Regions from separate parts of the Sus scrofa genome. Here region 1 is linked to region 2. Evidence: chromatin contacts called from public HiChIP or PLAC-seq data. All regions are on one chromosome and are shown on one strand. Each heading gives the region's core, a stretch centred on a gene start, on an enhancer-like site or on the middle of the called end of the contact. The rest is flanking DNA. Distances are from core to core; before and after follow the strand shown.

Region 1 (7,079 bases), core at 2,983-5,482, 220 kb after region 2:
GAATGGTCTTCACCTTGGATACCCACATTCCAGGCCTCTGAGGAACCATGGTGTTTGGGCATGTGCAGTGGAGGTGGAAGATAGATTCAAGATGTTTCAAGTATGCAAAATCGCATGCAGATGTACAAACAGTACGTCCAGTCAAAGTGAGTTAAGAAAGCAATATATATACATATACCTGAGAATGGATGAACACAAATAAAATCCAACTTGTAATTAACATACCGTGCTGGGACACCTGTTGCCTTCCACGATAAGAAGTCTGGGAGATCAAAGAAATGTCCCGCCTTATCCCAGCAAGTCTCTCTCAAGTTCTGCCAAATTAAATATATATTAGAATCAATTACGGGCTATTTTTTTTCCTCTCCCTCTCCTCTTTCAATAATGCTTCAAATTTTTCAAAACAAAAGCACAGCCAACAATGCCCAATAAAACATCTGTTCAGGGACTGGGAAGAGGGGATGATATAAAAGCAGTATTATACTAAAAGGAAAAATTGGCCATTATTGATCCTTCCAAAAACAGTGATAATTTCCCTTTTATTCCTCTCTGCCAACCTGGAGCTGGAGGAAGCACACTCAGCGAGGGATGTAATCCATCTTTCCACTGAAGGGCAAGAGGATATGCTTCAAGACATATAAGATTTCGAAGTTGAACAGCTGTGAACTGGGGGAGAAAAACCACACTGAGAAATTACCTGATAAAATGCAATGTGTCCTGCCATGAAAAAGTCTCTGTGTGCCAACTGGTTCCAAAGGCAAGGGGAATGCCAGTCCCTGCCCACAAAGAACTTCTATTCTAAGCCGGAGAGAATGGTAGGGAATCAAGCTATGCTTATACATGTTTTGAAACATTTGTTTCTTCCACTTTCTTCCACCCAGCCAATGGTGTCAGATTTTTTTTTTTTTTTTCTTGTCACTGGGCTTTTTCTTTCCTCTACCACCTCTGTCTGGAACACTCTTCTTCACCCACTATTCTGTTCCTTCCCAGGGTCCACACTGCCCTGCCCCCTTTGGTAAACTTGATCTTCCCTTCCCTGGGAAGATCTTCCAGGGTCTCCTACTCAGGTGAGGTCTGGCTATTATACAATCCATATCACTCCGCAAGTATCTGCCTCATGTCTTTCTCTCCTGCTAGACTGTAAGCTCTATGAGGTCAAGGACTTTGTCAGTTTCATGCACCACGATATTCCATGACTATCTCCCATCCTCCCCCACTCAGGACTGTACCCCTAGCTGTGGGGTAGAAATGGCACGACTCCAGTCCCCTTACACACTTAACTGGACGAGGAGTGAACATCTGCCCTAATTGAGCCACTCAGATTCCTTCTCCCAGGAATTTAGAATCAGGATCCAAATGGAGTCATTTAACTTCAGCCTATGAGTGGACTTAGGGTGACAAAAACTTGGAAACTGTGAAGTGACCATTTTTTGCCAGAGACCTGGTGAAGCAGAACTTCATAAAGAGAAGAGGAATGCAGACAGATGCCTTCTCCAGGCAACTCTCCATGTCCTGATTTCTTTTTGTTTTGTTTTGTTTTGTTTTGGGGCCACACCCACGGCATATGCAAGTTCCCAGGCTAGGGATCAAATCCGAGCTACAGCTGCCGGCTGTGCCACAGCCACAGAAATGCCAGATCCAAGCCTCATCTATAACATACACCACAGCTCACGGCAACACCAGATCCTTAACCCACTAAGCAAGGCCAGGGATCAAACCAGTATCCCCATGGATACTAGTCAGGTTTATTACTGCTGAGCTACAAGGGGAACTCCTCCATGACCCGATTTCAATTATGCCCTCCCCAAGAGGCTGGAACAACAAGGAATGTATCATAAGAACAAGGGTAACTTTGGGAACCTAAAGGCAACAAGGCAGAAGTTTCAAAAGAGACATAGTTCAGTATCTGCTAGTGGGTGGCACATAGCAGGCACTCAATAAATATGTGTTGGACAACTGGACAAACTGCTCAGTTTTACCTTCCAACCTCCCCCGTATGAGGGGTGCTTCAGAGGTGACAAAGGGTTTCCACATGTCTTACCTCCTTAGAACAATACAAAAGTTATTACATCAATTTTACAGATGTACTACTGGCCTTTATCTACATTTGCCCTCCAGTTCTATGAGTTCTTCCTATTTTCCCCTTTCCTATCACTGCTATCTGAACACAGACACCTACGTACATCAAAGAAGCTGAGTATTAACCCAGAAGCAGGGTCCCATTGAAACAAGAGTAACATCAAAAGGGGTTAGACGGAAAAGACAGTGTTAAGCCCATTCTCTGTCACTGTTGTTATTTGTTTTAAATTCCTAAGCATTTGGGTGAGACCTTACATCTAGAAAGGGCTAAACTTTCCTTTGAACACTTGTACATCTTAAGGTTGGACAAAGCAGCACTTAACGTTGACTACAGATGCCTGACACAGCTCTGAACTAGCAGTATCTCCATACACAAATAGGTCCCAATCAGCAAATGGCAGCCTTTGAAACTATGAGTCAAACAACTAGTATGTCTTCTGGGTAGTCCCCCAAATCGCTTTCCATGTGCTTTGTGGTTTCGGTGATCAGTTCTCAGGGAGAAAAGCCTCATTCTAAAGACTCCAGAAATCCAAGGCCAATGAGAAATAAACCACGAAACCAATGCAGCAACAACCAGTGCCTCCAGCCAAGGCCAAGCTGTCCTCCTCAACTCCGAAAACAACTGCTTCTGTTAGATCTTGTGTACGGCCACTAAAGACCCTGCAGAATGAGAGCTTTCAGCCTGGAGCCTTGCGGACAGCCGCTGCCGCGGACAATGGAACCCGGGCAGAATATCTCGAAGAGAACTGCAGGCCTCCTGCCAGAAAGAGACACGCTGGGGGCAGGAGGTGCAAGGCAGCCAGGCAGCGTCATCTTTTCTTGAGACAACGCTGGCTTCACTGAGCCGAGGCGCGACCTCCCCACAGGATGAGAAACTTGCGAGGAGTGTTTCCCTAAAAGGATGCACAGGGTCTCTGGGGAGAAGACAGCAGCAGTGTGTACCCTCTGCCTTCCCCACAAAAGCAAAGTCTGAAGCTTGGCCAGCAGAGGGAAGTGGGGGAAGAGTCTGCCTGGACGAGTGGGACTTTTTCCAGGAGCCTGACCCCTTACTTGGAGATGCTGACACTACCTACGAGGTTCCCATGCTGTTCTGAAGTTGAGCTCCATGATTCACAAGTGCTTAGTCATCACATGCTAGATTGGCAAAGGGCCTATGAGCCCCCGTGGATGGATTTTTAATCCAGGGCCATGGGAAAATCTCTCCATCTCTCCCTCGCCCCAGAGAGGACAACCACAGCCAAGGGTCTCGATGTTACTGAATTAATCTACCCTTGGAACCACTGGGCTTGCATCAGACACGGTGATTCTCTTCGTAGGTCCTTCCACAGCTTACAAGAGTGCCCCCGCACACCTCCTCTCCTTGGATTCTCAGGGCGGCGGTGGGGGACAGGTGCCTACAAAGGATGTAGAAACTTAGGTTTGAACGACAAGGTCATAGCCCAGGGCTTCCTGCTCTAAGGTGACAGTTCCTTTGCCCAGGCCACAGTCACCACCCGAAGGCTCCCAGATCTAGCAGAGCTGTGGGTTTTGGCCTTTTGGAAGCATCGTGATGGAAGCTTTTACCATTCTTTACAGAGAGAAAAACAAAAAACCAAAACAAAACAAAGAAAAGCCCTCCCCAACATATTTTTAATTTTTTTTTTCCTAATATTAGAGCTCTCACTTTCAATCCGGGGCAACTCACTTAAATTCTAAGACCTTGATAACAACCTCCGGGCACAAATGGTGCACAGGTTACAGGAAACACAGAGCATGTCCCCAGCGCATGCCAATGTCAGGCACACCTCACTGTGTAAGCACTGAATCGGATTCAAATGAGGAGCAGAGCTCTCTGTGCTGAAGGAGCAAAGTCTATGTCCCAGTTACCAAGCAACTAACAAAAACTAGTCTTTTCAAGAAAGAAGAAAGAAAAAAAAAAAGAGAGAGGGAGAGAAATCAGCAGTGATTGGGGTGTGTGACTTGGCAATAGAGGCTCCCGCATTCCAATAACAATCCTTTGAGCTAAGCGATCCCTCAGGCTTGAAAGCAACCAAAGAGAACAACTCTTTTTTTATAAAATCATCTATTACTTCATAAAACCACAGCCTTTCTTGGGAGGTGGCTACCACTCAAAACACACACAGCTGCAGGGCTCAGCAGAGGGCGGAGATGGAGTAATAGATCCAAGATTCAGGGCCAGGCAGCAGCCAGCCCACCAGGCTGGGGCACAGAGCTGGAACCCTCTTCCATGCCTTCTCACTGTCCTGTCCAGGGAGGGGGTGAGGTCTCCGCTGGCTTCCAGATCCCAAGGGAACCTGGAGGGGGGTGTTGGGGTGAGGAGTGGAAGATGAAGCAGACACTGCAAAGTATGTTGGGAGACGCCAGGCTCTAGGAACAGCATGAGAAAGAAGGGGCTGGCCAATTAAAAAAGGCTCATCTAAGTGTTTTGCTATGACTTGCAAAGGGAAGCTATTGGGCTCCCTGCTGTGTGCAGTGAATGAAACTCTCCTCCCACTAAGTGATCCTGCCAGAACATCCCAAATACTCACGATGTTGTTTTCCAGCACAACTACCCAACAAAAAGCAAAACTTGATCCTCACGCCACCCAGGACTGTGAATCAGGGCACAGGCTGATAACCCGGAGAGGAAAGATGTTTCAGGAAGAAACTCAATCCTTAAGCTCACTCTTTGGGGAAAAGAAAAAAAAAAATGCTGAAAAACATGTTCATAATCCCCAACCCGAAAATTCCCAGAATGAATGAAACAATTGTGTTTCAAACTCTCATACACAGAGAAAGAGACCAAACGCTGGAGATACTTCAGTCAGACAGATATGCTGAGAGCTTTGTGCTACCAGAGGCATCGCACAAAGGTGACATCTCTTTGCTTAAAGTGGTCCTGCAGTTCTTCGTGGCCCAGAATCACATTTTATCTGCTTGACATGGCTCACAGGACACTTGACAACCTAGCTCCAACTTGGCCACGACTTTTATGAATTCTTCTGGGCTCACTGCCCCCTCTCTTAGCCACTCCCCACCCTGATCTCACCTCATTTCATTCCCTTCCCCAAACACACTGTACTTCTTCATATTTTCCTGCCCCTGTTGAGGTCTCTACTGAGACTGTTTTCCCATCTTCTCTCATGATCAAACATCTACCTTTGATTCAAATGCAGCTCAAATGTCACCCTTACCCCCCATCTCTTGCTGTGTCCTAGCTATATATTCACACACTTAAATCCATCTCAAAAAGACAAATTCCTGTAGGGCAAAAGCCAGCTAACGCGTGGGGAAAAAAAAAAAGTTTCAGGAGGTACAAAGAAATTTAAAGTCAGACACTTCTATGATGAAATTACAACAACGCTGGAGAAAGACGTGTGCAAAGGAAACGGTAATTAATAAGATGATGTATGACAATAATGTAATGAGCCTGATAGCAAGGTTTGGTGAGTCAGCCTCATAACTTTATCATAATATTTTGTGTGTGTGGCCATATATCTGCCTCTAATGAGTAATCACAGAGTTCAGAAGAGGAAGGGGCTTTGAGGCCAGGGTGACTAAAAAAGACTTCATGGGGGGAGAGATTTGAGCTGAAGTCTAAAGGTCCAGCAGAATAAATGCTTATGCTACTGCTGAGAACAACTTCCAAGAAACACAACTCTGAAATGCTAAGGTAGATCACCCCCCTGAGAGGAGGACTGAACTTCACAGAATTTATTTGCAAAAAGAAATAATTCCATTTTGTGTGTGTGTGTGTGTGTGTGTGTGTGTGTGTGTTTCCCCATTTCTGGCTGCCCCGTGGCATATGGAGCTCCCGGGCCGTGGATCAGATCCAAGCCACAGTCACAACCTAAGCAGCAGATGTGGCAATGCTGGATCCTTAACCCACTGTGCTGGACTGGGGATCAAACCCGAATCTCAGCGTTCCGAAGACGCCGCTGATCTCCGTGCAACACAGTGGGAGCTCCCCACTGTACATTAAATTATTTAATTTTCAAGAACTGGATACATATGTGCATCTTCCTCCCTCCAGCTCCCCTAAAGCCCTACCGTTGTACAGAAAGGTCAATTTATAATCCACACTGCAGCTGATTTCCCAACCGTAAAAATGTTATCATTTGTATGAAAACTGATCCTATTCTCCAAAGCAGGCTTTGTCCAGGAATGTGATACCATGACATGCATTAGGAAAACAAGGCTTTGGTATGTGGGCTCTAAGAACTCTGGAGTCAGGCAGACCTGAGTCTGATTATTGTCCTCATCAATTCCCAGCTGTGTAGCTTTAGGCAAGTTAATTTCTCTAAGCCCCTGTTTCCTCAAATGCCACGTTACTAGCATCAACCTCAAAGGATGTTGTGAGGGTTAAATGAAATAAGGTGGAGTGTCTGATAAGTCAACGCGGCTCACTCTAATTATTGCTGCAGAGCTTCATGTGTTTCAAAGTGCTCTGACATGCATGATCTCATCTGATCTGTATAATTCTTCAAGGCGAGGAAGGCAAGAAGTTATAAACCTCACCTTGCAGATGAAGAAACTAAAACCCATAAAGGGATAACAACTGTTCCAAGGATACTCATCAAATAAATGGAAAGACAGACTAACATGTAGATTTCTTATGCCCAGCCCAGTACTAGTTGAGGGCTCCACATCCCTAAAGTACAGTAAAATAGAGGAGGAGGAATGGAGAAGGATGCTATGGTGAGTTAGAAAACACAGTTACTAGAAGGTGGAATTGTCTCTGGAAGGAAGGGTCCTAAGAGAAGAGAAGGCTTGGGAGTGGGTGGGGTCTTACAACAGACACGAGATAAAAGTAGAAGATCTGGACAAACAGAGTGAGGAGGTCTTCTGAACCACCCCCTTCTCCTGGACTCCTCCATGCCCTTCTTCTAATCCTTCCTTTTCTGTCTCCTTTCCAAGCTCCTCTTCCTTAGTTTCCATTTATTTTTTGACTCATTGAATTTTATTACATTTATAGTTGCAAAATGATCACCACAACCAAATTTTATAGCATTTCCATCCCA
Region 2 (6,446 bases), core at 2,697-5,196:
GAGAATGACATAGCTTTTTCCCCTGTGACAAGACCTTGGCACCTATGACACAGTGCTTCCATTGGCCATGCTCTGATTTTGACTTCTGGGTTGCTGGGGACAGGTTCTCTCCCTGCCCTGCTCCTGTTTAGTTTCTGTGTTTCCCTTATTAAGACCAGAGTCTGGCCTGAGTTATTGTCTCAACAATGTGACCACTGACTTTTGATTTTCTGGTTCGACTCTCAATTTTCTGTCTCAACTTGCTGTGTGACCTTGGCCCTTGGGGTGTTCATCTGAAAAATGGGGCAAACAGGACCTCTTTTCACAGACTTGTAAAGATTAAATGTGACACAGTCTATTATAGGCATTGGTACAGTGCCTGGTACATTCAGTGACTCAGGGAAACGTAGCCTGTATTAATATCATCACCTCCATACTGGCCAAAGTGTACTTCTTATTTATGGATTGGTGTACACAGGGGTGTTTAATTTTAAAAAGTACGATCTGATACCATCTTGACTAGAATGCTAAAGTAGGGTACAGATGTTGTACTGACTCTAGAGAAGAGAAAGCGAGATAAGAAACTATCACCTGGATTCATTTCTACTGGGAAGATCTGTCACTGGGATTAAACACAATTGAGGCTTTACCTTGTTAACAGCTTATTATATAAAGGCAAAGAGAATGTAGGCTGTTTTATTTATTTATTTTGTCTTTTCTAGGGTCACACTTGCATCATATGGAGGTTCCCAGGCTAGGGGTCTAATCGGAGCTATAGCCGCTGGCCTACACCACAGCCACGGCAACTTGGGATCTGAGCCGTGTCTGAGACCTACACCACAGCTCACAGCAATGCCAGATCGCTTAACCCACTGAGTGAGGCCAGGGATTGAACCCACAACCTCATGGTTCCTAGTCAGATTTGTTACAGCACCACGATGGGAACTCCATAGGCTGTTTTATAATGGGGCCTCTTTCAATAAAAGTCACAATTTCTGTGCATGTGCATCCATTGTTGCCTTTTGCAAGCACTCCCCAAAGACCCCACTCCTGCTAATCAGGTTTAGTTCAAGGGAATTTGGGCCATGTCCATACAAGACTAAACCTAAAGAATCCTGATCCTGGAGTTCCGGGAGCTGTAATGTAGGTCGCAGATGAGCTGTGGTGTAGGTCGCAGACTCGGCTTGGATCCTGAGTTGCTGTGCTCTGGCATAAGCCTGTGTGGCTACAGCTCCAATTAGACCCCTAGCCTGGGAACCTCCATATGCTGCGCATGCAGCCCTGGAAAAATACAAAAAGAGCAAAAAAAAAAAAAAAAAAAAAAAAAATCCTGATCTGCAGAACTCTCTCTCTCCATTTTTGGCCTCACAAAAGAAGAGACGGCTAACCTGGCTGGGCAAACAGAACTAGAAACTACCTATAGCTACATGGATGGCTCCCCCAGTGAGCGACTGCAGAACTGTTATAAACTGAGAAGCGTTTGTTGAATATCAGCCGAGGGGCATAGGATGAAGGAGGTTATCTCTTACATTTTCTCTACAACAATGGAGACTGTAGAGAGTGATGGTTGGATGAAGGAGGTCAGGAGAAGGGAGATGGGGAGTCGGGGTGTGAAACCTACCCTTGCTTGGCTACCTACTATGTCACAGGGGCAGTGCCCAGGTGGCACATGGGGCAGCATGGCCACAGCAGACAGGTGATCATGACCCTCCGTGCTGCCATTTCTGGATGAGGCATGCAGGGTGCTGCAGAGCCACCACCGTCACATGAAGTGACATGACCTAAAGCCTCTCTGTCCTCCCACAGGGAGCAGGGGCCCCTGAACACACATTCCCCCCACCCAAGGTGCTGGGCAAGCCAGTGTCGGACTTGCTTTTGATGGGAAAGAGAACTGAGCTTCAGAGATATTAACTCAAGTTTCCAGCCTCCAAACAAGACAGAACCAGGATTTAGACTCAAATCAGAGCCAAGAATCCGTATCTTTTCTGAGACACTTTCAGAGGAAATAAAAAAGAGGTTGTGTAAAGGAGAGACAGGCAGGGAGCACCCTTTTCAACGTCTGGTCTGGAATCAGCCCAGCTCCTCCTAGACCTCAAGTGGAATATGTCCTTTGCAAATTCAACAGACATGACGGGATATTACTATACTGGGTGGGAGCAGAAGAGAAGGAGAGAGAGAGCCCACACACTCCAGCGCTATCTTTTCTTCTTCACATTCAATAGCAGTTCTTTAAGAATGTTAAGGGGAGGGGGGGAATCCCATGTTAAAAAAAAAAAGAAAGTACTTAAAAATTGTGTTCCTAATTGCAATGTATACATGTAAGGATAACCTGACCCCCTTGCTGTACAGTGGGAAAATTTAAAAAAAAAAATAAAAAAAAATAAAAATTGTGTTCCTGGCTTGTACAACAGAGGGAAACGGAGTAAAGAAGAAAGGATGCCCAGACGGGAAGTTGACTGGAAGGGTTTGCCCTCTGCCTGCTCACTTATAAGAGACCCCCCCCCCCACTAAAACATGTAAACACTGCAGAACAATCAGAAACAAATGAAACAAAGCCTTCAGAGTAACAGTGTTCAGCTGTGGGCTATGGCCAGGAGGCAGCTTCTGTTACAACAGATCCTCTGTATGTGAGGCAGGCCTGATTTTAACCCTTGGCTAGGCCAAGGCTCTTTGGTATATGAGAATGGATCAGGGCCCATCTGGATTTCCTTAGAAAAAAAGGATATGGGGGTGGAAGTAGAATGGGGGGCGGTGTGGAACAGCTATCTGTAAAATATAAAATCTCCGACCTGATGAAGGACAGGGTTACAGTTCTTTGGGCGTAGTTTAAATAGAGTTTCTGTTATTCATCAGTTGTCTATTTAACTCACAATGTAACAAATGACAATCACAATGTGTTTTTTTTTTAAAGCCTTACAAATAAAGGGGAGGGGAAGGGGAAGGGGAAGGAAGGCAGCTAACATTTGCTAAGCAGCTACTATGTGCTGATAATTTAGACATATTCTCAGACAGAGTCTTCCTGATAATTCTGCCACTCCCTTTGGTTTATAGATAAAGAAGTCAGTCATGGCTCACAAAAATTCAAAGCCTTGTTCATGGTCACCCAAGTGCCAAGTGGCAGAAGGGAAATTTGATCTGGGTCTGCCTGACCCCCCCAAAGCCATGGTCTTCCTTCTATAGCTGCTTCTTTGGGAACCAGGAAAGTTAGATGAACGCAAAAAGATCACAGCCCTTCCCCTAGCCTGGTTCTAGTTTGGGCTGTGGGTTTACAGAGAGGGCGCCAGGGTACTGGGCGAGGGAAAGAGCAAACCAAGCCTGGTTGCTGGAGACCAGTGTGCTTCCCTAAGATTCTGACTTCCTCACTCTCTCCACTCATCATGCAGCAATCAGACACAAGATTAAATGAAACTGGCCACCAGGGCCAGCCTGGCTTCCAGGATGTGTGAATTCCGGCAGGACGCTCTGTGTGCTGATACCCTCGGTGTGTGGCGTGGGCCCATTCGTCATTGGCACAGCAATTTGAGACTCTGGCTCTCACCTGAGGGACAGATGTCAGGGTTAGGAGTCAGAGCTATTTTTCCACTTCACTGGCCTGCTTGCAGAGGGCGGTGACTGAGCACTCAGCCATGGTAGGCAAAAATACTCCTCCACCCTCCAGGCCTGCCTCTGGGGGGATACAGAGAGGTGGGTGCTGGTTCATGAGGCCTAGGGGCTGGTGAGACTGCTTCTTTAAGGACCAAGAGTGCCACAAAGAAGAGACACTTCGTTCAGCCAGGCTGGGAATCGCAGCCCAGACAGCAAAGTATGAGACCCTGATGAATCTTGGTTTCTTCCATGTCAGTGACAGACAAGAATATTCACCTTCCAGAATGTTCGGGAACATTAGAGGCAACATAGAGAAATCCCTGACATGCCGCAAGCACCCAGTAAATAATCAACAAGTGAGAGCTGATTATTTAACTTTTTGAACCAGGAAATGTTAAGCCAGGAAATATTTAACCTACACTTTTCTGAGTGAAGCAGGCAGACAGGCCCGGTTCATCCTTGTAAAGTGAGAATAACGGAGGTGCCGGCAGAGGGTGTGGATATCTGGAGATACAGTAGGTTTCAGATGGTAGAAATCTGGGTCTTTGTTTGTTTTAGGGCCACATGTGAGGCATATGGAGGTTACCTGGCTAGGGGTCAAATCGGAGCTGCAGCTGCCTGCCACAGCAACTTGGGATCAGAGCCGTGTCTGCAACCTACACCACAGCTCACAGCAGCTCGGGATGCTTAACCCACTGAGCGAGGCCAGGGATCGAACCCACATCCTCATGGATACTAGTCGGGTTTGTTACTACTGAGCCACATGGGAACGTCTGGGTCTCCTTTCTTAGGCCAGACCAAGAGGATCGCTTGGATCTCAAGTTGTATCCCTAATGGGTTGATGGTTTAAAAAAAATAAAATAATGTTTACCCTTGAGGCATTTCTGTTAATTGAGGCTTTGCACTCATCTGTGAAGAGTTTCCATAGCTGCCTTCTAGGGTTGTGGGGAAAATACCTGGGCCCTTCAAAGAATCAAGATTCTGGGAAACAGAGACACGTCACACATTTCCTTTGCAAACAATTAACTGAGCCCGTACTATGTGTTAGGTCCTGGAGAAACACAGATGAAGAAAAAGATATTTTCTTTGCCTTAGTTTTTGGTGTAATCGTGATTGACGTCTGACAGCTAATCCCCAAATGGCAAGAGACTCTGTTAAGCACCTCAATAAAGGGCTAAATTCTTAGCCCAATAATGGCTTGAAGTGGGTGTTATGATTTGGCTGGAATGTAGAATATATGGTAAATAACAAAAACATCACACAAATGGTGAATTGGCACATGCTGTGATGTGAGCAAAAGACTGGGTGAGTAGCTTTTCTTGCACAATTTCATGTTAATTACCACAGGCCTGTAAGGTAGGTATCTACATTCCCACTTTACAGATGAGGGAACTGAGGCTTAGAGAGGTTCTCTAACTTGCCCAAGGTCACGCAGCCATGGAGCAGGATGTGCAAATAATAGATGTGAGACCCAGGAGTCCAGGGTAGGCAGAGGTCAGATGATGAAAATCCATTCATGACATGCTAAGATGCAGGAATTGTTTTTCTTGAAGGCAACAGGGGACATAATCCCAATTTACGTTTCGGTTGCTTTTTAGCCGGAAGTCCACAATCCTACCACTGCGCCCTCTCAAGCACGTATTCAGGATTACCAGGGGCCAAACTTACACAATGCTTCAGTTTGGTTTGTTTTGATTCACAACTGAATGCATAATGAATGATAATTGTCTGTTACGTTGCTCCAAAGTTCCTGTGGTCACAGGCTACGTAAGTGTTCCACACAGAGCCGGGCTTTTCCTCCGGAGCCTGCAAGCTGGGGATCAAGCCTCATGGTGTGTAAGGGTGTGTGTGGTTTCTTCTGTTTTGCTAGGTCGACAGGTCTAGGCAGAGGAAAAGAGGCTCTGTCTCAAACACATTTCTCCAGAAAGTCCTTTCCTGCCTCTTCATCCATCTGCTACTCCCCAAATTAAAGCTCTCTGCCACCTTCTGCCACTCCATGCTTTGAACATTTCAAACCTGCTACCTTGACCTTGGAATTTTATGTTTTTTTGGCTGCACCCATGGCATGTGGAAATTCTCAGGGCAGGGATCAAATCTGAACCACAGCAGTGAGAAACCAAGTCCTTAACCACTAGGTACCAAGAACTCCTGACTCTGGACTTTTAAACCACCTGACCAACCCAGGCAGAAAAACCAATACATAAATGTGAGCCTTGGATATCTCAAAGGGGGTGGGATACCATGGGCCACTTGAGACCTGCTTCTTCCTTGATTCAGGTTATATCTGGCCCAAGATCTTCGTCTCCATCTTTCACTCATGACATGCCTGGTCTGGAGGGCCTGGCCTTTGAATTCAGTCTTCTAAATTCCGATTATTCTTTTCCTTTGGTCACACCTGTGGCATGTGGAAGTTCCTGGGCCAGGGATCGAACCCATGCCACAGCAGTTAACAATGCCAGATCCTTCACCTGTTAAGCCACACATGAGCTCTAATCTTGACTCTTCTGGACAACTGTGGCTCAAATGCACTCTGCCAGCTCTCCTGCTCTTAAAGCATATTTTCTCTTAGTGGCAGTGAAGAACAGACACTATGAGATCATCAGAACTGGGCGAGGAGGCTGTGCATGTCATGCCAGACCTTTCTACAGAAGTCCTTGGTGCAGTTTAACAATAGCACCCTGGCATGAGAGACACCAGTGTGGAAAGTAACATGTCTTTTCTATCAAAGGAAATCTCGGTGACTCCATTTTGCTCTGGCTCCGGCTTCTGCTGAATCAACCCTGCGACCCCCTTCCTCCTTACCTCTTTTCCCAGTAACAATTTGTTTCAAATTAGCCAACAGGGAAGAATGTGCACCCTGACCCGACCAATGGGAAGGGGAC

What was found. HiChIP or PLAC-seq counts read pairs in DNA pulled down with a chosen protein or histone mark.
Region 1: a contact with region 2 is called in an H3K27ac HiChIP or PLAC-seq map of skeletal muscle. The contact joins two enhancer-like sites. A contact is called at or near these places in 2 of 2 datasets of contacts at active chromatin or transcription factors (alveolar macrophages and skeletal muscle).

Annotation. Positions count from the first base shown.
Region 1 is chr6:153,141,394-153,148,472 of Sscrofa11.1, forward strand. It overlaps FGGY (FGGY carbohydrate kinase domain-containing protein), which reads right to left. Exons shown (of 16, transcript XM_021097811.1): 5 at 226-314. Among named protein-coding and RNA genes, the nearest start is that of FGGY, 68 kb to the right of the region's middle. Within about 2 kb of position 4,233, at least 31 of the 83 cell types and tissues checked have an H3K27ac peak or open chromatin away from gene starts, as enhancers often do. A contact at or near this core is called in skeletal muscle, where this site is marked.
Region 2 is chr6:152,924,990-152,931,435 of Sscrofa11.1, forward strand. The region is part of intron 8 of FGGY (FGGY carbohydrate kinase domain-containing protein); the gene reads right to left. Among named protein-coding and RNA genes, the nearest start is that of HOOK1, 220 kb to the left of the region's middle. Within about 2 kb of position 3,947, at least 14 of the 83 cell types and tissues checked have an H3K27ac peak or open chromatin away from gene starts, as enhancers often do. A contact at or near this core is called in skeletal muscle, where this site is marked.